Regions from separate parts of the Mus musculus genome. Here all the other regions are linked to region 1. Evidence: chromatin contacts called from public HiCAR-type and promoter capture Hi-C data. All regions are on one chromosome and are shown on one strand. The core of a region is the stretch at or near the end of the contact, and the rest is flanking DNA. Distances in the headings are between cores, read along the strand shown.

Region 1 (2,700 bases), core at 117-2,616:
CTATGGTGCCTTTCAGTTCAAATCTTCCTTAATTCTCTGAGTAAGTTTACCAGACTATTCTTAGAAACTTGGTAATTACAAATAGAACACATATGAGAAAGAAATTTGGAGTTAAAGCTGTCATTACTAAGCCTAATTAAACACTGCAGACAGAAAGATGGCAGGAGAATAAAGCATCCCGAATTAGGGAAAAGGAGAACATAATGAGTAGGTCACAGCTCCAGCGATGTGGTAAACAATGTTAAAGAACACAACAAAGTCCAGCCTAGGCATTAGAGTGGATAGAGTGGGTGTCCCCTCCCCCTTCCCAGTTCCTTAAGTGGCATGCGACCCCCCTCCCAACAATAATATGCTTCTCTCCCATTAATCTGACTTTCTACCTACCTGAAGTAACCAACCACACTGGAAACACATGCCAAGTAGAAAGTGGATCCTCTAATCTCATTAAGCCCTACCCTTTATTAGCAGTTTTCCTACTTTCCATCCTAAAGTGGAATCCATATATTTAAACACCATAAAATGGTGAGACATCATCTCACCTCTATATTGAGACTCAAGCACTACAAGCCCAGACAAAAGCCATGAAGTAAAGGGCCGTGGCTATTTTCTGGACACAGACTGCTTTGACTTTCACACACACACACCCATGCCACCTTATGATATAAGCCCAACAAGGGCCATTGATATTCAATGGATCTCTAACTAGAAGATCAAACATCACTAGCTGGTAAAAAGAAGTTTGGTCGACCTGCGGAGCAGCGGTAGGCAGACGGGTGGCAATGCGGGGCGGCATCTTCGCCACACCGAGCAGTACTAGCCAGCCCCCGGTAAGTTTCCTTCCCTGCAGTGCACTAAATCACGCTGCCAGCCGCGGCCCCACCCCGCCCTGTTACGGAAAGGCATGCGGACAGCTCGGTGAAGGACGGGCGGACAGCTCCAGGCTCCCCGCACGAGTAGGCTTTCGCCGGGGCCGCAGCTTCTCCTGGCCGCGGCCGCTTCCCCCAGGACCAACGCCGTTGCCAACTTTGCCGCCGCCCCCTCCACCGCGCAAGCATCCCAAACTTTGCCGACTACCTCACCTGGAGGTTCGGGGCTGGCCCCCGGGAGAGGGCTGACCTTCACGCCTGCCCCAGCCGACCCTGGCCCCTCTGCCGCCCCCCGGCCCGCCTGGGAAACCCTTGGCAGGGATGCCTGCAGCCTGACCCCCTTGCCACATCTGACCCTCTGGACCCTGAGAGCCCGGGAATCCGCGACTCGGGCTAGCCACTCACCATTGGTAAAGGACTCCATCTTCGCCCCGCCGCGGGTCCTTACCAGCCCAGCGCCCCAAGCTTCCTACTCCGAGAGCCGAAGCGGTCCTGACGACTGAGCATGCCCAGCAAAGGCCTCCGAGGGCTGCCGGGGAGGTGCGGCGAGGGGCGGCGCCGCTCCGCCGCACGGCAACAACACCTTCGTTCCGGGTTTTCGCAACTGCTGCAAAAGACCCACTGAGGCGTGGACGCTAAGCATCGCTCAACCCTAGGCCCACTCCGCCCAGGGGCGGCGGGGAGGAGCGCAGTGCTGGGGCGGGGCTTAGAGCCCCACCCCCGGAGCTCACTTCTAGCCGCCGCGCTGTCTGTGCCGCAGAGCTGTAGTACCCCGGTTCAGACAACTGGTACACCTACTACTGCATCCGGCCGTGTTTCGGGTGCGGCCACCCCAGTACTGAGCCCGGAAATGCGGCCGGTGATGCTGTCGCCAGAGGGGTTGTCGCCCTTCGCGTTCTGAAAGCAAGACAAGGCCCAGGGTGGGTCGGCCTCTACGCTGGGCTAGCCCGGGGCGGCGCTCTTCTTAACCGCCGGAGCAAGCCCTGCGGCGGTGGTCGGCCCGACTTCCCTCCTTTAGCAGAACGCCCTGCAGCAGCTGCTGCTGCAGCAAAGCCGGAGGCCAGAGGAAGGGAGGGGCCCGGGAGTCGATCGGTGCCCTTTGCTTAGGGCTGGGCTTAGAACTGCGAGCAGATCTCAAAACCCGGAGCGGGGTGTAGGAGAACGGACCGTGCGCGCAGAGGTTGTGTGCAGAGAGGCCCGCCTGCCTAGTCCTGTCCTTACTCGACACCAGCAGTTGGCTGCTCCCAGCCTTCAGGGTACACGGCCTGATTCCGCGGGGCTAGACCGGAGGGAGCCAAGTTCCCCCTTCCCCTAGTACTCGCGCCTTTGCCTCGGGCCCCATTGTTTCCGGTGCCAAATCGGGGCGGTCCCCGGCAGCCTACGAGACACGTAGAGACCGCGTTAGCTCCTGCTAGCTCCTGTTTCTCCAACTGCCGGAAGTCAACACCCCGCGAAGAGGCTCCCCCATCCCTCCCAACCGCAGCCACAGCTCCTCTTTCCTCCCCACTCACTGCTTCGTCCCCTGCGGCGACTTGGCTAGGCCTTGGCCTCACTGCGCGAGCCAACTGTCACACACTCCTCCTCCCAGGCTGTCAACCCGTGCAAACAAAATCTAAACCTGTACAAATATCCTGGGCGAAAGAGGAGAAAGGGATGATGTTCGATCGATAAGGAAATTCTACGTTCAAAGAAGTAAACCCGAAGTGCAGTGTTTTTAAGAGGTCGATTGTATTACATCCACTACGTTCCACTCCTGTTTTACAACGCCCTGTGAAAACCAACTGTACTTGGAGTAACCACTAAACTCCTTACCTAACTCTGGGACCTCATTAAC
Region 2 (2,700 bases), core at 155-2,654, 2.2 Mb before region 1:
GTGGTGGCAGTTGCAGGTTTAGTCTCACCTTTTGTGGAGACTTGAGACTTGTCAATCAAGTAGCTGCCCCTGAAGGTTCCTCAGCCTGTTGTCAGGGCAACTGTAATGATTACTGCTCTATTCTAGCTACCAATGTCCAGAGAAGACTTCACGGCAACTGTAGATGCCACAGAGACTTTGTTTCAGTCAGGGGAACCATTACAATCAACCACCACCCAGCAGTTTCATGGCCTTGGGAAACTGACCATGACACCTTGAGATGGCTCTTAGATCACCCTACTCAGTGACCCCAGCCCAATGGCAGTATACAGGAGAAAGTTTTTTGTTGTGGTTGTTTGCTTTGCTTTGTTTTTCTGCAAGTTGCCCCTGTGCTGCCAATAAAATTTACTCCAAGTGGTACTGATGCCTCCTTGTAGTCTTGATCCCGGGTAGGGTAGCTTGCGTCGGTTGCATAAAGAACAGGTACAGCACCCAACAGAAACCAATAGAGGGCTGTTGTAGAGGCCATGGAGTGCTAAGACTGTGAAGGACTACGGGAGTGTTGGGAAAGTATAGCATAGAGGAGAACAGAAACTGCAAAAGATAAAACACTACTGAATGCAAGCGCCAGCTGCTCTAAAGAGTCCCAGAAAGTCACCGAGTTGCTACCTCTGGCAGCTGAGGACGCATCCTGGAGCTGTAAAGCTAAAGGCAGAGAACCCCTCTACCATAAGGCTAGCACAAGCTGTGACTCAACAGCTAAAACTGTAATCTTGAGATCCAAATGTTTCCAGCACCCCAAGTTGGGGGCTACCGACACAAAGGATGCTTTAGCTTATTGGAGATTTCCATCCAAAATACTAGACAGCCTGAATGTAGCCCACAAGGATGGCCACTTCACCCAATAAAATGACCAGCATTATTGCCTATGACAACTCTGTAAGTGGACTCTCGGCCCTTGATGCTCCTTGTCCAAGCTGTGCCGCCTTTCAGTACTGGTACTCCTAAGGGGATTCAAGACCAAACCAGGATCCTCGCAGCTTCCCATACTCTGCGTGGTTGCAAGCTGTGGTCTGTGGCATTTAAAAGGGTTTCCAGTGACTATCCGCTGCAGCCTGTGTGCGTGCATTACCGGAGCAAGGCACCCAGTGCTAGTGCAGGCTGCCACTCAGCCTGAAGACTTAGCCTATGGGACAAACACACTTTTCCCAGTCCGGCTATCCAGCGGCGTGCAGGCGTCCTAGGCTATTCCCCGGTTGCTAGGCAACGGGTTAAAGCTTCCTTCTTCCTGGGTGCCACCCACTTCGCCTCCCGCTCTAGCGCTTGCGTACTACATCCCTTTCGTCTCTTCGTCCTTTACTTCCAGTTATATAAGCACAAGCTTCACTTTGTCTAACCAGACACTTCTCCGGGCGGAAGTTCAATAACGGAAGCGGAAGTGAGCACGCCGTAGACTGTGGGTCTGAAATCTGGTTGACGCAGTCTGCGGCCACTGCTGAGCTTTGGGTAGGCCAGGCTGGGGAATCGGCCCTGGATCTCTGCTGTCGCATCTCCCTACCCCAGACTCCTTCCAGCATCAAGTCCACTATCCTCGCCGTGGCCACGCCCCTCCGCATCCTGGCTTCTCTGCGTCCTGGCTGTTCCTCCCTGGGTGGAGGGGAGAGGCAGCCATCCACTTGCAGGTGGAGCGGGGTGGAGACTCTTCCTGAGCCCAGCTGCAGGACACTGAGGACCAGCGAGGTAGACTCTCAGACTCTGGTAGCGGCTGGGGAGGGAAGAACTGGTAACTGGAAACCAGGTTGGGAGGTTGTAGGACCTTAAGTGATGGAGAGGCGAAGGGGCTGGGCCTCAGCTGTGTTGAGTTCCTCTGGGGAGGGGACCATCCGTTTGATTTCGGCCTACATATGCTCTCAGATCTTTCCACCTTAGGGACTTGCTGTTACCCACGTCCAATGTCTCTCATCATTTTCCCTATCTCCCATCCATTAGAGGATAGCTCCTGACCTCGACTGACATTAGGTTAGTGTACGAACGCCTGGCTACTTTTTTCTTTACCTGTTTTTGAAAGGCACCAGCAACTGATGCGTTATTTCTCTTGCCCCCACCTTGACTATAGCACCTCCCAGTTTAAAAAAAATATCTGTTCAGCCAGTCTTCCAGACGTTTATATCTGTGAACACCTTTGGCCCCCCCCAAAAAACTTACGTGGAGAGCATTTGAAATCATTTATTTTCCACACTCAAAGACTCTACTCTTATCTCTGAACTGGAGTCTGGATATATTTATGGAACTGATAATGAAAAGTTCACGAATCCAAGCTTTGGCTTCGGAGTCCTTGATTTCAGTGTACTGTGAATACAACACCCCTCTGTTCATAATTATAGAGCCTTTACAACTTGCTATTTATCTTATGTTGCTGCTTTGCAAGTGTTCTTGTCCCAGTTTTCCCCTCCCCATTTCCACCATCTTCAAGGTGTGCTTGGTATTTGAAAGAAAGGCCTGGTCATTGGGTAGAGCATTGTAACTTCTGTGTTGCAGATACTAAACTAATTTCATTTACTTTCTGAGTTGACTCCACCTTGGTAAGAAGGATGCATTCCACATAATGCTATCAATTGTTGCTACAGAACTTAATACCAAGTATAAATAGTTTTAATTTTATTGTTAGGCATTATTTCTCTCCATCGCTCTCTCTGGCTATAATGGGAGTCTATAAACTGT
Region 3 (2,700 bases), core at 49-2,548, 2.2 Mb before region 1:
TAAGAAGTCAAGACCTCAGGCGTGTCTTTGTGGGATTCCCCAACCCTTATCAGTGGCCCTTGCCTTCTTCCCACTGCCAACCACCAACCAGCCACCCCTACCCCTCCAGACCCAGCCGAGTGCGCGCAGGTGCCCACTCACTGGCCAGGTGAAGCCGAAGGGGAATCGGATGGGGTTGCTGAAGGCGGGGTCGATGCCTGCGCCATCAGGCAGGCTGAAGGAGTCGACACCCAGCACTGGCGTGACAGCACTGCCGTAGGTGCAGGGTGGCTCCGGTGACACGCTGGCCTGGTAGTGCTTGAGGCATACGCGAAAGAAGGTCCTGCAGGCGCAAGGCGGGCCAGAGCCCCCGCGGCAGCAGTTGCGGTTCCCCAGCAGCCCCTTCTTGTTGACGAACTCCTGCAGCTTCAGCTCAAATACGCCGGAGCTCCAGACCTGCGCGGGGAAGGGGCGTGAGGTCGCGCCGGCGGCGGAGGGACCCGGGGGCGCGCGGGCCCTTGCTAGGACGCAGAGGCCGAGCGCACCTCAGCGCCCATCCGGAGCTGCCCGCTGCCGGGCAGCTCTCGGGGTCGTCGCTGCCGGAGTCACTTGGGGATGGACAGCTGATCGGCTGGTCCGACTCCCCTCCCTCCACCGCGCAGCAGCCCCGCCCGGCCCCCTACCTGGCACAGCAGGGCAGAGACCACGGCAAGGGCTAGCGCGCTCCGACGGCCCATGGTACCGCTGGACGCCCTTGCTCTCCTAGAGTATCCTCTTTTCTTTCTTCTTCAAAGACCCAGGGATGCCAGGAAAGTCTATATGACCCGAGGAGTACTGGCGGAAAGGCGTCTCTCGGCTCCAGGTGTGCTATCAGGGCCAGGTCGCTTCAGGAGGGTGCGGTGCCTTCAGCTAGGTCCCCGGCAAGAGCTCTACGAGGCACTGAGAAAGGACAACTTTCGGTTTCCTCTTCGTCTGGCTTTCAGTCCACGGAGAGGTGAGTGTCTCCTGCTTTCTGGTTTTGTCTTAAGCTTCTTCGCGGAGGGAAAGAGGAGAAAGGAGATAAGACACAGAGGGAAGAGAGCCCAGATGTTCAGCTTAATTCCCAAGAGAGCTTGCAGTGGCTTCCTTCGCAGGCCTATTAGGAAGCGGCGGTCTGGAAATCCCACCGGTGAGGCGATAATCCGGGGCCCCGAGGGGCGCGGTGGGAACGGTGGTGGCAAGGACTGCGGCGCGCGCCCTGGTTTCCCGGCCCGGCGTCACTCGGCAGCCGCTGCCGCTCCCAGAGTGTTCTAGACCGGTATCTCTTGCACTATCGCCAAGCCTCGCGTCTTCCTCAAGAATTCAGCCAATGCCATGCGAGAACACACACCGAGGACCGGAGGCCGAAGCGTGGGAGGCTCCGTGCCGCACCGGTGCTCTCCCGTGACCTGCCCTGGTCAGACAGGGTAACCGCGGGTGCACGCCGGAGGATCTGGCCCGGGCTGGCGCCTGCCACCCTTAAATCCTGCCGGCCGCTCGCATAACTAATGAGATGCAAATGAGCAGCCCCCCAATCTGGCGAGAGCTGTCACAAAGGAGCCACTTTTCCAAACCCTCCTCTCAATGGATCGCCAAATGGTCAGTGAGCTGTAAAATGTGCAACCCTCCTCCCCGCCCCCCACCTCCCCGCCCCCTAGTCCTCTCTGCCTCCGCCCTCGCCCCTTCGCCTCCCTCCCCCAGCGCAAAACCCGCTCATTTACATTCCTGCAAAACGTTCCCGGAGACGAACCGCTCTGCTCCCGGAGCTGGAGCTGAGGCCGCGTCGCCCACCGCCCCACCGCCACAGGCCCGAAGACCCTAGGCACGCTGGGCGGCCTGAGCCTCCCACTCGCGGTCACCGCTAGACTCGCTCGCAGGACGCGGCCTCCGGACCTTGGCGTTTCCAACACTAGCCGCCTAGGCTCTCCTCGTTTGTTCAGTCCTAGGGACTGAGGAACCGGGGAGAGGTTAGAGGCCCGCGTCCCTGCTGCTGCCCCTCCTCCCTGGCAGCCTCTTTCTAAGGAGGAGTCTCCCGGAGGGGGCGGGGGCGGGGTGCCCGGTAGGAAAGGGACCCTTGAAGAGGTGGGCAAAGGGTGGCAAGAGCACCCCGGCAGTTTGGGAAGTTTGGGGAGGTTAGGCACGCTTATACCTCTGGTGAAGCCTGGCGATTGAGCCTCGGAGAGTGCCGATGGGCTAGCGATCCGGGCCGGACACCCCCAGACACCGCAGTGTCCCGGAGCGCTGCTGTCTCCGTGTTGTCCACGATCACTGGAAATGGGGAATTGGGGTCCGGATAGTGTATTCCCTGAGCCAGCAGAGCCAAAAGCTAAGCTTACCCCTTTCCCGGTGTACACACCCTCTCCCGGGAGATTTTCAACCAACACCACCTTCACTGGTGTCCGGTCCCACTCTCCTGGGTATTCCCCTCAGGCCTCCCTCTGCTTGGTAAAAAGTGAGTTTGGTGTGTGTCGTTCGCGTGGCTGTCATTAAGGCAGTCTGTTATTGTGCGAGGCTGAATCAGTGGCTCTTTGTGCGCTCAGCTGTATGGTAATGCAGACAGCACCTGCTCTCTGCACAATGCGGAGAGAAAGAGCTCCCCTCCGCGCACGCCGCGGCCTCTGCGACAATGTCCGGCACATGTTTGAAAGACTCCCCCCACCTCACCCCCCAACACATAACCTTTACACAACCGTCACCTTATTA
Region 4 (2,700 bases), core at 88-2,587, 2.1 Mb before region 1:
AGATTTCTTTATGTACATATAAAGAGTGAAAATAAGATCTTGAAGAGACATTTGCACAACCATGGTCATATTTACATGATTAATAATAAGCACGCAGGCTACAGACTAGGTAAGGTGCTTATCCTAGCTACTTTGGGTTTGATATTTCTTGTTCATGCCCAGATTTGTATATATTTCATATTTATTATATTTATAAATAGCATATAGTTTTCACATATTTTAAAATGTACAGGAATAGATTCTTACTATTAATTTTGCATTGCATCTTGTTTGTTTGCTGACCCTTGATTCTGAAACACCCAGTTTTCAGAAGTTGGTTCTGAGACATTATGGAACCTAAATCTGGCTTGGTTTCCGATGGGTACTTCTAAATTCTCCTGCCCCCTCACCTCACTTCTAAACTCTCCTAGCCTCTCCTCACCTTGTTGCTTAGGTGTCCACTCTTCATCAGAATCCTCACTGTCATTTATTTGGGGTTTCATTGCTTGCCTTTGGTAACACATGAAAGCTGGTCTAGGGGCTCTGAGACCTGAAAAGCAGCAAAATATTCCTCTTAAAAAGGCCCTAGAGGATGGAACAAATGTATCACAAGGCCAGGTAGGCTCTGGGTGTGGAGATGAGATCTCTACAGGGCCAGTGCTAACATTTAGTCCTGGACACACAGACACACACACACACACACACGTTTCCTCTAAACTTGTCTCCATTGGGAACTGTACCACTGTAGATACCTGGGAAGACCCTAACATAACATGGGAACATGGGAACTGAGATTTTATTTTTTTAATCTAGACTGGTTCAACCGAAGACTTCTTGTTACCTATTGAAATCAGCATTTTATAGTTCCTTTTCACATTTCTATAGCGAATTTTCTCCCACTCTCCCATCTCTGCCCATTCTTCTTTGGAGAAGTATATGGAAATGTCTTTGAATTCATCTTTGACCTGGGGGAAAAAAAATAAAAACAAAAAACGGAACATGCTGGGCCGGGCTTGGGACCCTGGAATGTGGTCTCAGTGACCAAGGTTATCCTCCCATTCCCAGAACCTTCTTTAAGCAAACACTGGATGTTCATGCTGACAGAGCAGTTGCTAATGAGCCTTTCCTCTCTCACATATCGGGACCCACCTTCTTGTCATAGGAAAAATCAATATGGTATTGGTACTCAAGGCTGTTTGCCTCTGCCCACCCCATGATCCTCCTGACTCAAGGATAACTTCGTACTACCTTGGGTTTCCACTCGAATTTCCCTGTATCTTCTTCAGGACTATTTTCTTCCAGCTTGTTGGTGTTCATGGTGCAGGACATTTCACTGGAGAGGTCCAGGGTCCTATGGTCCTATGGATGAAGAGGTAACTAAGGGCCTTAGGCGATCAGAGATGCCCACCAGCACATGGGAAGGAGCTAGGGGCTGGGAATCCATGCAGCCAACACAGGCAGCTTCTTCGGACTCCGAGGTCTAGTACTCTGGTGCAGGAGCAAGGATTCTGGACTGAGCCCTAAACCTAGGCACCGACCCTCCGTCCGGGTCAGGACCTGCGACAGCAAGGAAGGAAGATTCCTCCCGCCAACCGGTGTCCCCCCCCACCCCATTCCCACTTGCTCTTCATCTGGACCAAGGAGTCAGCCAGGGTCTGAAAGATGTTTTCAGGTAAATGGATTCGGGAATCCCGAGTACAAGGGATTGAAGTCCCTCTGGTGAAAATGTAGGAACGCTCTGGCTGAGATTTTAACTTTGGGGACCTCGGGCTGAGGAGTGGGGTGCATCAGATTGAAGGAATTGGGTTCGTAGGCTAGAGGAGTCTTTCAGGCTGTGAAATAAGGTTTGGAGACTCGCAGTCTGACGAGATTTGACGATTATGTCACGAAGAGTTGGGATTTGTCACGTCGGAGGTATTTAGGGTCCTGCGGGACGAGAGCATTTAGGATCTCTGGAAGCCAATCTGGAGTGACAGACAGGTCCTCGAGACCGAGGGCGTCTGGGGTCTTTGGGGCTTAGGAGAGTCTCTACGCTGAGAGTCCAGGTTTCCTGTCTGGAAACTTAGTCTCTCTGAGGCGAGCTACCCAGGTTCCTCAGGCAGAGGCTGGGTTGGTTCCGCACAAGTGCATTTGGGACCTCACTCAGCCAAAGGGCGTTTGGAGTTCCCGAGAAGCTGAGGTGACCGGGTGTGTGCGTGTGAGCGCGCGCGCGCGTGTCACGCTGAGGGGGTCCGAATCTAATTTAGGGGATATGGGGTCTCACGGGCTGAGCCTAGAAAGCCTCGCTGGTCCTGAAGGTTTCGCCTGCACTCATGGTCCAGAATCCCGCGGCTCTGAGGCCACCGCCGGCGTTCGTCCCTCTGAGGAGTTCCGAGGCTGACTGACAGGAGAATCCGCCAATTGACAGACAGCTGGCTGAGGGGCGGGAACAAGAAAAGCGGAGGGCGGAGCTCTGCCTGTCAGTCAGGGTGCAATTCCTGCCCGTGGCTTTCTCCAGGCTGCCCCTCCCCTCGCTGGGATTGCCAGGCCCCTGCACGAATCAGGTAGTGGCCAGCGCGCAGGCGCACACTTGTTCTCTGTGCGGCGTCCGTTCCTTCAGACTCCTCTTTTTCAATGTGGCAGGCTGTGTTACCTGACCTGTGTCCTGTCTACTAAAGGTCTTAAAACCATGGAGCAGAGCTTTAAGTGCTTAGGTCTGCTCTAGAGTGGGGTTTCAGTCAA
Region 5 (2,700 bases), core at 40-2,539, 2.1 Mb before region 1:
GGCCAAAGAGCACAAAAGACAAGGATGAATTTCTGTCCTTAGTTCTGTGGAAAGATAAAGTTTTTGATGAGACTGAATATAATAAATTGCTTAGGCATCTGATTTTCTATGTGGTCAGGCCTACCCCATTACTTAGTCTTCATGAGTTAAGGCACACCCAGCTAGGTTTGATGGTTCAAAGACAATCTGGTCAATGAGGTAGGATTCTATAGCCAACACAAGTTGTCTGTCTCCTATCAAGTGCAGTGAGTGCATTCCATCATCCTTTGGGTTTTTTTTTTTTTTTGTCATTTTTGTTTGTTTGGGGTTTTTGTTGTTGTTGTTTTGTTTTTTTTGAGACAGGGTTTCTCTGTGTATTCCTGGCCATGCTAGAATTTGCTTTGTAGACTAGAGTGGCCTTGAACTCACAGAGATTCTCCTGCCTCTGCCTCCTGAGTGCTAGAATTAAAGGTGTGCACCACCTTTATTTTAATTTTTTTATTCTGTTATTTTATTGGATTTTTCTTTATTTACATTTCAAATATTTTTATTCTGTTTTTATTTTAACTACATGTCCTCCAAGTAGGATCAGAAGCAACCTTATTCTTGGTGTAAACTGCAACGGCAAGCAAGCCCTACAAACTATAAGCATCTTTTTGGTTTTTATATCCTACCTTACCCAACAACCCTACCTCACCCAGTTCCACTTAGTCAGGTGTCTGGTCACCTTTCCCTATGCACTCTCTGCACCTATTTCATACTATGGAGACATAACAACACTTCCTTAGGTGGAATTTCCCTTACTGGATTTTCCTAAAAAAGGAAAATTAAATGTAATTGGAGCCCATCCAGCTAGAAGATCAACAACTATGAGTACCTGGGTAGAGTTGTTGATAAAAGCAGCATATGAGTTTGAAATTGTCTTCTCATTCTAAGACATAGTCAGTTGGGGGTTCTCCTTTAGGTTAAAGAAGACAGGATGTTCTGGGTCCTGCTGACTAAAAGTGTGCTCCTGCTGCCACACCTTGGCTATAAAGTACCTTTCTCAATGATCCACAAATTGTAAAATGAAAGTTAATTTTCTCCTCATACCAAGTACTCATGCTTATTTCATTTACATTTAGCCCATTTCAAATATAACAAAAACCCTGTTTCAAAACACATCTTACTCAGATGTCTTCTCTCTGTGGCCCACTAGTCCTTTGCATGCAATCCTTTCCCCCTGGAAACTGAAGCAATCTCTGAGGTGGTTGCACACTGCACTATATTTTTGAAAATTCGCCAAAGCATCATTGTAGAACAAAGAACTGAAACCCCGCTATGCCTCACTCTCACTCTCCTGGGACCTTCACAGGCTCTACATTAACAGGCTCACATGCATTTCTCTGGCATCTGCTTCCTTCCATGAAATGACTTCAACCTGTTCTCAAAAGTGCAGCCCTTTCATGCCTTGAGACAGTTACAACAGCTATCTCCTCTGAGACCATCTGCTTGCCCCTCCCAAATCTTCCTTCAATAGCCTTTATATTTACGTCTACTCCACGGGTCTCTAAACACTTTTCCTGACTCTGCATAGGTCTGTACAAGTATGCATGCTTCCCTAGTCCATGAGTCAGCTAAAGAGCAGGCATTTCAATATTTTTGTTTATTTTATATATTTTTTCTCTCCTGGCACAGAGCCACAATTTACCTGACATCTAACTGACATAGTGCCAGATGACATATTTATATTATTTACATATATGAAAGAAATTAAAAAGAAACCAAAAGGAAGGACCAGAATAAACTAATTCAGTAAAAAAGTTGATGGGTACGTGAAAACTTTTTTCTTGTTTTTTTTTTTTCTGGACTCTAACCTTATAGCACTTATATGTTGTTATATATTTTGTTCATAAAGTACTTGAAATAAATTTAGGGGTAGAGAGATGGTTCAGATGTTAAGAGTATTTGCTGTTCTTACAGAGTACCTGGGTTTGATTTTGGCACCTACATGGTAGCTCAAAACTATCTATAACTCCAGTTCCAGGAGATCCATCACTGTCTTCTGGCTTCAGCAGGCACTGCACGCATATATATATACATGCAAGCAAAAATTTATACATACAAAATAAATATAACAATCCTTTTAAAATTAGAATATTTAGCCGGGTGGTGGTGGCACATGCCTTTAATCTCAGCTCTTAGGAGGCAGAGGCAGGTGGATTTCTGAGTTCGAGGCCAGCCTGGTCTTCAAAGTGAGTTCCAGGACAGCCAGGGCTACACAGAGAAACCTGTCTCGAAAAACCAAAAAAAAAAAAAAAAAAAAGAAAAGAAAAAGAATATTTAAAAGCATAAAAATTTTATAACACTTTAAAGCACACAAAATGATCTTTAATTTCAGAAGTTCTCAAAAATTCACTGAATTTATATTGTATTTCACTTAGCTTAAGAATTGAAACACAAGATGTCTTGAGGGCTCTGAAACTCCACACAACGGTGTTCTACTGCCTGAGTGTACCCATCTGAGGTGATTCTTGCAGCCCAGGGTCTGCTTCAGGAAAAAGTCTCCTCCCGGTTCATGCAGGCCATGAAGCCGGCTACCTAGAGCTCCTAGGTACATATCCGCGCAGTACTTGCACTCCTGTAGAGGCTACTGCTCCTACTGCTCTAATATTCTGAAGGAGCCCGTGCATTTAGAAGGGTGTGGACATGTCTTCTGTAATGACTGTACAAGTGACTGTT
Region 6 (2,700 bases), core at 193-2,692, 2.1 Mb before region 1:
ATTGTAGAATCTGAGGCTGCTTGCAGGGCTAGTTGCAATAAATGCTAAAAGGCACAAAAGAGAAAAGTGATTTAATGGATAGGTGTAAGTAACTATGAACAAAGTGATGGATAAGAAGAAGTAAAGGAGGTTAAAAAAAGTGACTCATGAGTACTGCATTCGGAACACCTTGAAATTAACACATCTTACAAAGTAAGTACTTAGTGTTCACGTGCAGCATTAAGCAGCATACTGGAAAAGCAAACTGAAACTGGACTCGGCTGAGAACGCTATGAATTTAAATCCGGTTCTAATTCACACCAGCTCTATAGCCTGGGCTGTTTAGATGCCAAGAGTCAAGAAGTAAAACTATGAAATTATTCACTTAACTGCTTGAAATTAAAACAAACAAACAAACAAACAAAAAAACCTACCTTGAGTCTTCCCCAATCTATAAGTAACTGAAAGGAGCCCACATAGTACATTCACAATTGCTCTTCAAAAGGTACAACCAAGACTAAAATCAACCTTTCACTATCTGTATGATCAACGCTCAACATTCATAAAGCCATATTTAACGTTTTTGCTTTTCTTTCTTGAGACAAAGATTCTCCGTGTAGCCCAGGCTGTCCTGGAACTTGCTCTGTAGACCAGACTGGCCACGAACTTAAGAGACCCACTTGCCTTTGCTAGCAGTAAAGGCGTGCTCCACCACCGCCTGGCTGGTTTTGCTTTTCTTAAACAAGCCCCCCCCCCGCCCCCCTTTTTTGGATAATTAGCTGTTTCAACTTCTAATTTGATGAAGAATACCCCTGTATTGTCAACGGTCCTAAATACAAAGGAAAAATATCTTCGAATAAAGCGGATAATTAAAATGCTAAAGTAATTTGAGAGTAAAAATAAACACACACAAGGGTCCGACTGCCTAAGGCTGTGGATGCAGCTCAGTAGACCTTGCCCAGCAGGCTACGTCTCAAGAGCAGAACAAAACAACCTTCACTTTCATCCCTGAAATTAAGTCTGGTTAATCATGTTAGTTTCCTCTTAAAACAACAAGTGATCAGGCGGCCCAGCGACAGAAACAGCTACTCGTCTAACAACCAAGACAAATCATAACTTCATGTTCGCCCGTTGGCTTTAGAAACGTGTTCAAGCCCTACCAAACAACAGGCCATAGGGCGGAAGATTGAGGTGGGAGCCCGGTTGCTGGAGCAAACGGCACCGAGGGCGTCCATGCACAACTGAGTGCTGGGCTGCAGGCTACATCCCTGCCATTCCCACACCCGCCCGTCGCGACCCCAGGCTCGACCCAGGTGAGGGCAGCAGGCCCAGGCTTTTACCCTCCGTTGAAGGCATAAGGCGAAAACCGCAGCTGCACAGGGCCGGCGGAGCCGTGAGGCCCCATTCCCAGCTCTCGTTCCACGTCTCGGTAAGCAGCAGTGGAAAGCATCGCGCCTAACTCCTGCTGTCTCACGGCAAAATGGCCGCCGGGACCGGTCCACTTCCGCCTCCCTCGCCCCGCCCCCCTAGGCTCCTCTAGCCTGCACTCGTCGTTGCTCTTGGAGGTCTACGCCTGCGTCCGGCTAGCGCACAACCTGGATCCGCCAATCCTGCCAACAGAGAAACCTGTTTTATAACCCTAAGAAAACGTTTGGATTTACTCATGGCGGATAGAAAATTAAAAGTCTGACCATACCAAAAAAATTAACCCAATTACAGAGCAACGACAACTCGGATGTCACATTGGCGAAGTGGCACAGCGTTTGAGACGGGTTAGTAGTTCATGCTGCATTCAAGGCCAATCAGGACGCATGTCAACTGTGTGGTGTACGCAGCCACGAGACCCAGGAAGCAATACCAGATTTCTTTAGCCAGAATATGATGGTTAATATTGTTAATTTCACAGAACTTAGCATCATGTAGGTAAAACCCATGGATGCGTCTATGCGGGTGTTTCAAGGTTTAATTGAGGAGCGAAGACCCAACTAAAATATAAGCGGCGCCACCTCATTGCCTGGATTTCCCGACTAAATAAAGAAGAAGCGAACTAACATTTATCTATTTATGTTTCTGGTCTGTGGATGCAATCCAGTTGGCATGCTTCCCCCTGGGTTGTATCTCCTCAAACAGTAAGACAACATAAAACCCGCTTCCCTTATATTGCCTCTTGACAAGCCTTTGTTAAGTTTTCTCAATTCCCCAGTCTTCTGAGGTTTCCTGTACTTTCAAGAGAAAATGTTTCCTTTAGGGGAAAATAGATACACAGTACTATTGTACTTATTAGAGTCTGTGTAAATAGACAACCTATACAACACCTACACACATAACACACAGATACTGTCCATCACACACACAGACACACACACAGAGAGAAAGAGAGAGAGAGAGAGCGCTAACCTTAACCTAAAGGAGCTCATTACCTCGTTGATAATGCAAAATACAAGGGAAAGGAAGTACGCAGAACAACACATGTATATGCCTTAGATGAACTTCAGAAGGAAAAAAAAATTAAGATATGTTGGAATCAATCAAGCATTATGAAGCAGCCTAAGAAACAGCTGACGTTTTCTTGTGGCAGCAAGGAAGAGAGCTGGTAGTGACCGAGCTAAAAATAGAAATGAATCTGTGACTACAAAGTCGCTTGTTTTGTTGTTCTTCCTTGAACGTAAGTTAACATCTACTGAGAACATGATGAGGAGCGTTTGCTTGACATTTTCCTTA
Region 7 (2,700 bases), core at 119-2,618, 2.1 Mb before region 1:
CATGACCACGGTTAACTACTCTTAATAATACTACCTGTTAATAAAGCTGGTTGTACTAACCAGTACCCCAGAGCTCGTGTCTCTAGCTGCATATGTAGCAGAAGATGGCCTAGTCGGCCATTACTGGGAAGAGAGGCCCCTTGGTCTTGCAAACTTTATATGCCCCAGTACAGGGGAACACCAGGGCCAAGAATCAGGAGTGGGTGGGTAAGGGAGCAGGGCTGGGGGGGGGGGGGGGGGTATAGGGAACTTTCGGGATAGCATTTGAAATGTATATAAAGAAAATATCTAATAAAAAAATAAAGCTGGTTGTGTTTTAGATTAGCGAAGTGTTCATGTTACCAGTTCCTAAAACTTTTAAAGTATGTTTTCTAATTTCAAGTTTAACCAGAAACTGGAGTACCTCAGTTGACAGAGACGGTAAGGCTAAGTTGTCTTACCTGACTGTGTACAAGCCTGCTTGTGTCCCAGCCGCCAGTCTAATGTCTGATGCTCCTTGCTGCAGTAATGTGCCTGTTTGCACCTAGAGCATGTCATAGGGGCCAAGCAACCACAAACCCGACAGAGATGGGCTCCAGACTTGAGCTGGAGGCACACACATTCCGTACCCAAAGCTTCTGTTTCAGAAGGGGGCTCATAGGAGTAGAATGCGTTGTTCCTTGGTAGCTGATTACGAAAAACTGAAATGAAGAGGAGAAAGGGGTACGTGAGATTATCTTTCCGTGAAACAAAATAATTGAAACATTTGAACCGTTTTCGGTGCTTCACCTCATAAAACCTCATTTAAGGAAAACCTAAGGTTTTTGCTTTCGGGGTGGGGGGGCGGTTTTTATATGAAAGGGAATAAAAATAAAAGCTAAAGAGCTTTTAAACCCGGGAAGAGTTCCGTCTGACAAGAGAAATTGGCTTTAAGGAGTCCGTGCCCAGGATGAAAGGGACACGATTCTAAGACAATTCCGGTACCTGAATACAACCACTCGCGCCAACCGATCGTCCTACGTCCAGGGTTCAGCCCCCGTGGCAACCCTCGCCCGGGTCCTGTCCCGGCGGCCGCTCACCTCGCAGGCCGGCGCAGCACGGCGGCTCGCGACAGCAGAAGAGAAAGAGGCTGCGGTGGAAGGCGTCGTCCCGGCCCGGCAGCGGTGCGTACACCTGCAGCAGGAAGGCGAGCGGGCGGCCGCAGCGCGCACACGCCAGCGCCCCGGGCCCCGGCAGCTCCGCCAAGCCCAACCACGCGGGCCGCCCGCCCACTTTGCTGGGAAACTGCTCGCTGCGCAGCCTCCAGGCCGGTGCCTCCTCGGCGAAGCCCAACTCCACAGGACCAGGGGCGGCTGCAGCCATGCTCGCAGCAGGACTCTGCCACCAGGCCGGAAGAGGGCGGTCACGTGTTAGGCCGGAAGGCGGGAGGCGGGGTCAGATCTCGAGCTGGGACCGGACTGGAGGTAACCCTATAGGCAGGAAGCAAAAGTGAATAAAGGACGCTGGTGAGCAAGACTACCTCCATCGAACTGTCACTGTTTCTGGGGATCCGAAGGCCGGAAGCTCTTCAGACCTCTGAGATTAGGGTGTCGGTTGTAGATCCTCAGGTTGGAGTGAGGGAAGTGGGGGCATTCTCAGCACTCGGGGACAAAAGACAAACTTTAATTAGTTCGCAGCTGTAGCCTTTCGCTATTGGGTAAGAGACTCAGCCCGGATCAGAAACATTTCATGGTTTATGCCGTTAGATATTGTCATAATCTTTGTGATTATCTTAGAGTGGTCTTTTAAAATCTCTGCTTCAAAAGAGGTTTTTCCCGGAGCTGAGCAAGTTTTACAGAAGCTGAATTTTCAGATTTTTATTATGACAGTTTCTCTAGCAAATGGAACTTGCTAAGTGGATATTGGTGGTGGTCACTTCTTAAGGGAGAACAAATGCGTGCTTCCTTTGGAAGAGAAAGGGGCAAGTAGGCTTCCCAAAGCAGAAGTTAGCAGTTTAGGTTATTCTGTTATCTCAGAACAGAGAGTTTCTTATTCTCTTATCTTAGTTTTATGAAACTGAATACATCCTAAGTAATGTCGCCAATCATAATTAATGTTGAAGTTTGCTATTTTTATCTTCTCTTTCAAAGGGAGGCTCTGTTCTCCTGTGGAAGAATTGAGGTTGGGGGCGAACCCACACAGACCCTTGAAACCTGTCCTCATGCAGTTAAAGGATGTTCAAAACTGGGGTGGAGGAGAAAGATGACCGGATACAGTTGAGGAGGAGCACTCGAAACAAACGTAAATCATAGCGCTCTGCTTCACACAGTTGGGTGCTCCCATACTCGCTGCCCTGTGTGTTGGATTTAGACAGGAAGCAAGATGTAAAGACAAAACAACAGTGGGTTTTTTGGCTAGTGTAAACAAGAATTCCTGGAAAGGAGCTGTCTACAAAGTCTGGTTAACTAATAAAACTTTTTGACTTTGAAGAGTTTAGAATCTTTAGAAATGGTACTATTTCTCTTGGGTTGTCTTTAGCCCCTTAAAGATACCTTAGTGGCCGCTTTTGTGTCAGACCTAACACCTTGATAAACAGATAAAGACTATTGGACTGTATTAACAAAATGCTATTCTCCACCAATCAAAAGGCTAACAATGCTATCAGATGGTGTCTCAGGTCTGTACTGAGATTCCTCTGTAACTACTTAATGTTTCCACAAATGCATTCATTGTTAAAATACC

Evidence for each region. Promoter capture Hi-C pulls out the DNA fragments that hold promoters and counts their contacts. HiCAR-type assays count read pairs that join an accessible place to other places.
Region 2: a promoter capture Hi-C map of pre-B cells shows a contact between it and region 1, with 5 times the contacts expected there. The contact joins the promoter of Fam120b here to the promoter of Lnpep in region 1. A contact is called at or near these places in 5 of 39 promoter capture datasets (cranial neural crest, hippocampal neurons, liver and 1 more) and 2 of 115 datasets of contacts at active chromatin or transcription factors (astrocytes and large pre-B cells).
Region 3: a contact with region 1 is called in a promoter capture Hi-C map of pre-B cells, with 5 times the contacts expected there. The contact joins the promoter of Dll1 here to the promoter of Lnpep in region 1. A contact is called at or near these places in 2 of 39 promoter capture datasets (cranial neural crest and pre-B cells) and 1 of 115 datasets of contacts at active chromatin or transcription factors (large pre-B cells).
Region 4: a HiCAR-type map of astrocytes shows a contact between it and region 1, with 8 times the contacts expected there. The contact joins the promoter of Prdm9 here to the promoter of Lnpep in region 1. A contact is called at or near these places in 9 of 39 promoter capture datasets (the 3T3-L1 cell line, the C10 cell line, the HPC-7 cell line and 5 more), 2 of 484 Hi-C or Micro-C datasets (B cells and uterus), 5 of 115 datasets of contacts at active chromatin or transcription factors (the NIH/3T3 cell line, astrocytes, cardiomyocytes and 2 more) and 1 of 9 other capture datasets (adipose tissue).
Region 5: a contact with region 1 is called in a promoter capture Hi-C map of pre-B cells. The contact joins the enhancer-like site here to the promoter of Lnpep in region 1. A contact is called at or near these places in 8 of 39 promoter capture datasets (the 3T3-L1 cell line, the C10 cell line, the HPC-7 cell line and 4 more) and 4 of 115 datasets of contacts at active chromatin or transcription factors (the NIH/3T3 cell line, astrocytes, large pre-B cells and 1 more).
Region 6: a promoter capture Hi-C map of pre-B cells shows a contact between it and region 1, with 5 times the contacts expected there. The contact joins the promoter of Psmb1 here to the promoter of Lnpep in region 1. A contact is called at or near these places in 13 of 39 promoter capture datasets (the 3T3-L1 cell line, 3T3-L1-derived adipocytes, the C10 cell line and 10 more), 1 of 484 Hi-C or Micro-C datasets (uterus), 4 of 115 datasets of contacts at active chromatin or transcription factors (astrocytes, embryonic forebrain, memory CD8 T cells and 1 more) and 2 of 9 other capture datasets (adipose tissue and liver).
Region 7: a promoter capture Hi-C map of pre-B cells shows a contact between it and region 1. The contact joins the promoter of Pdcd2 here to the promoter of Lnpep in region 1. A contact is called at or near these places in 12 of 39 promoter capture datasets (the C10 cell line, the HPC-7 cell line, cranial neural crest and 7 more), 7 of 115 datasets of contacts at active chromatin or transcription factors (the 230-238 cell line, astrocytes, kidney and 4 more) and 1 of 9 other capture datasets (adipose tissue).

Annotation. Positions count from the first base shown.
Region 1 is chr17:17,623,123-17,625,822 of GRCm38.p6, forward strand. Lnpep (leucyl/cystinyl aminopeptidase) reads right to left here and starts at 1,367. Exons shown (of 18, transcript NM_172827.3): 1 at 1,272-1,367. The coding sequence starts at 1,290.
Region 2 is chr17:15,394,842-15,397,541 of GRCm38.p6, forward strand. It overlaps Fam120b (family with sequence similarity 120, member B), which reads left to right and starts at 1,405. Exons shown (of 11, transcript NM_024203.3): 1 at 1,405-1,719.
Region 3 is chr17:15,374,525-15,377,224 of GRCm38.p6, forward strand. It overlaps Dll1 (delta like canonical Notch ligand 1), which reads right to left and starts at 1,299. Exons shown (of 11, transcript NM_007865.3): 1 at 663-1,299; 2 at 142-435. The coding sequence starts at 716.
Region 4 is chr17:15,561,994-15,564,693 of GRCm38.p6, forward strand. Prdm9 (PR domain containing 9) reads right to left here and starts at 1,338. Exons shown (of 10, transcript NM_144809.3): 1 at 1,228-1,338; 2 at 821-944; 3 at 422-529. The coding sequence starts at 1,296.
Region 5 is chr17:15,545,317-15,548,016 of GRCm38.p6, forward strand. It overlaps Prdm9 (PR domain containing 9), which reads right to left. Exons shown (of 10, transcript NM_144809.3): 10 at 1-44. It also overlaps the pseudogene Gm18564. Among named protein-coding and RNA genes, the nearest start is that of Prdm9, 17 kb to the right of the region's middle. Within about 2 kb of position 1,290, at least 18 of the 459 cell types and tissues checked have an H3K27ac peak or open chromatin away from gene starts, as enhancers often do. A contact at or near this core is called in pre-B cells, where this site is marked.
Region 6 is chr17:15,496,834-15,499,533 of GRCm38.p6, forward strand. It overlaps Psmb1 (proteasome (prosome, macropain) subunit, beta type 1), which reads right to left and starts at 1,443. Exons shown (of 6, transcript NM_011185.3): 1 at 1,320-1,443. The coding sequence starts at 1,429.
Region 7 is chr17:15,525,933-15,528,632 of GRCm38.p6, forward strand. Pdcd2 (programmed cell death 2) reads right to left here and starts at 1,369. Exons shown (of 6, transcript NM_008799.2): 1 at 1,059-1,369; 2 at 441-680. The coding sequence starts at 1,341.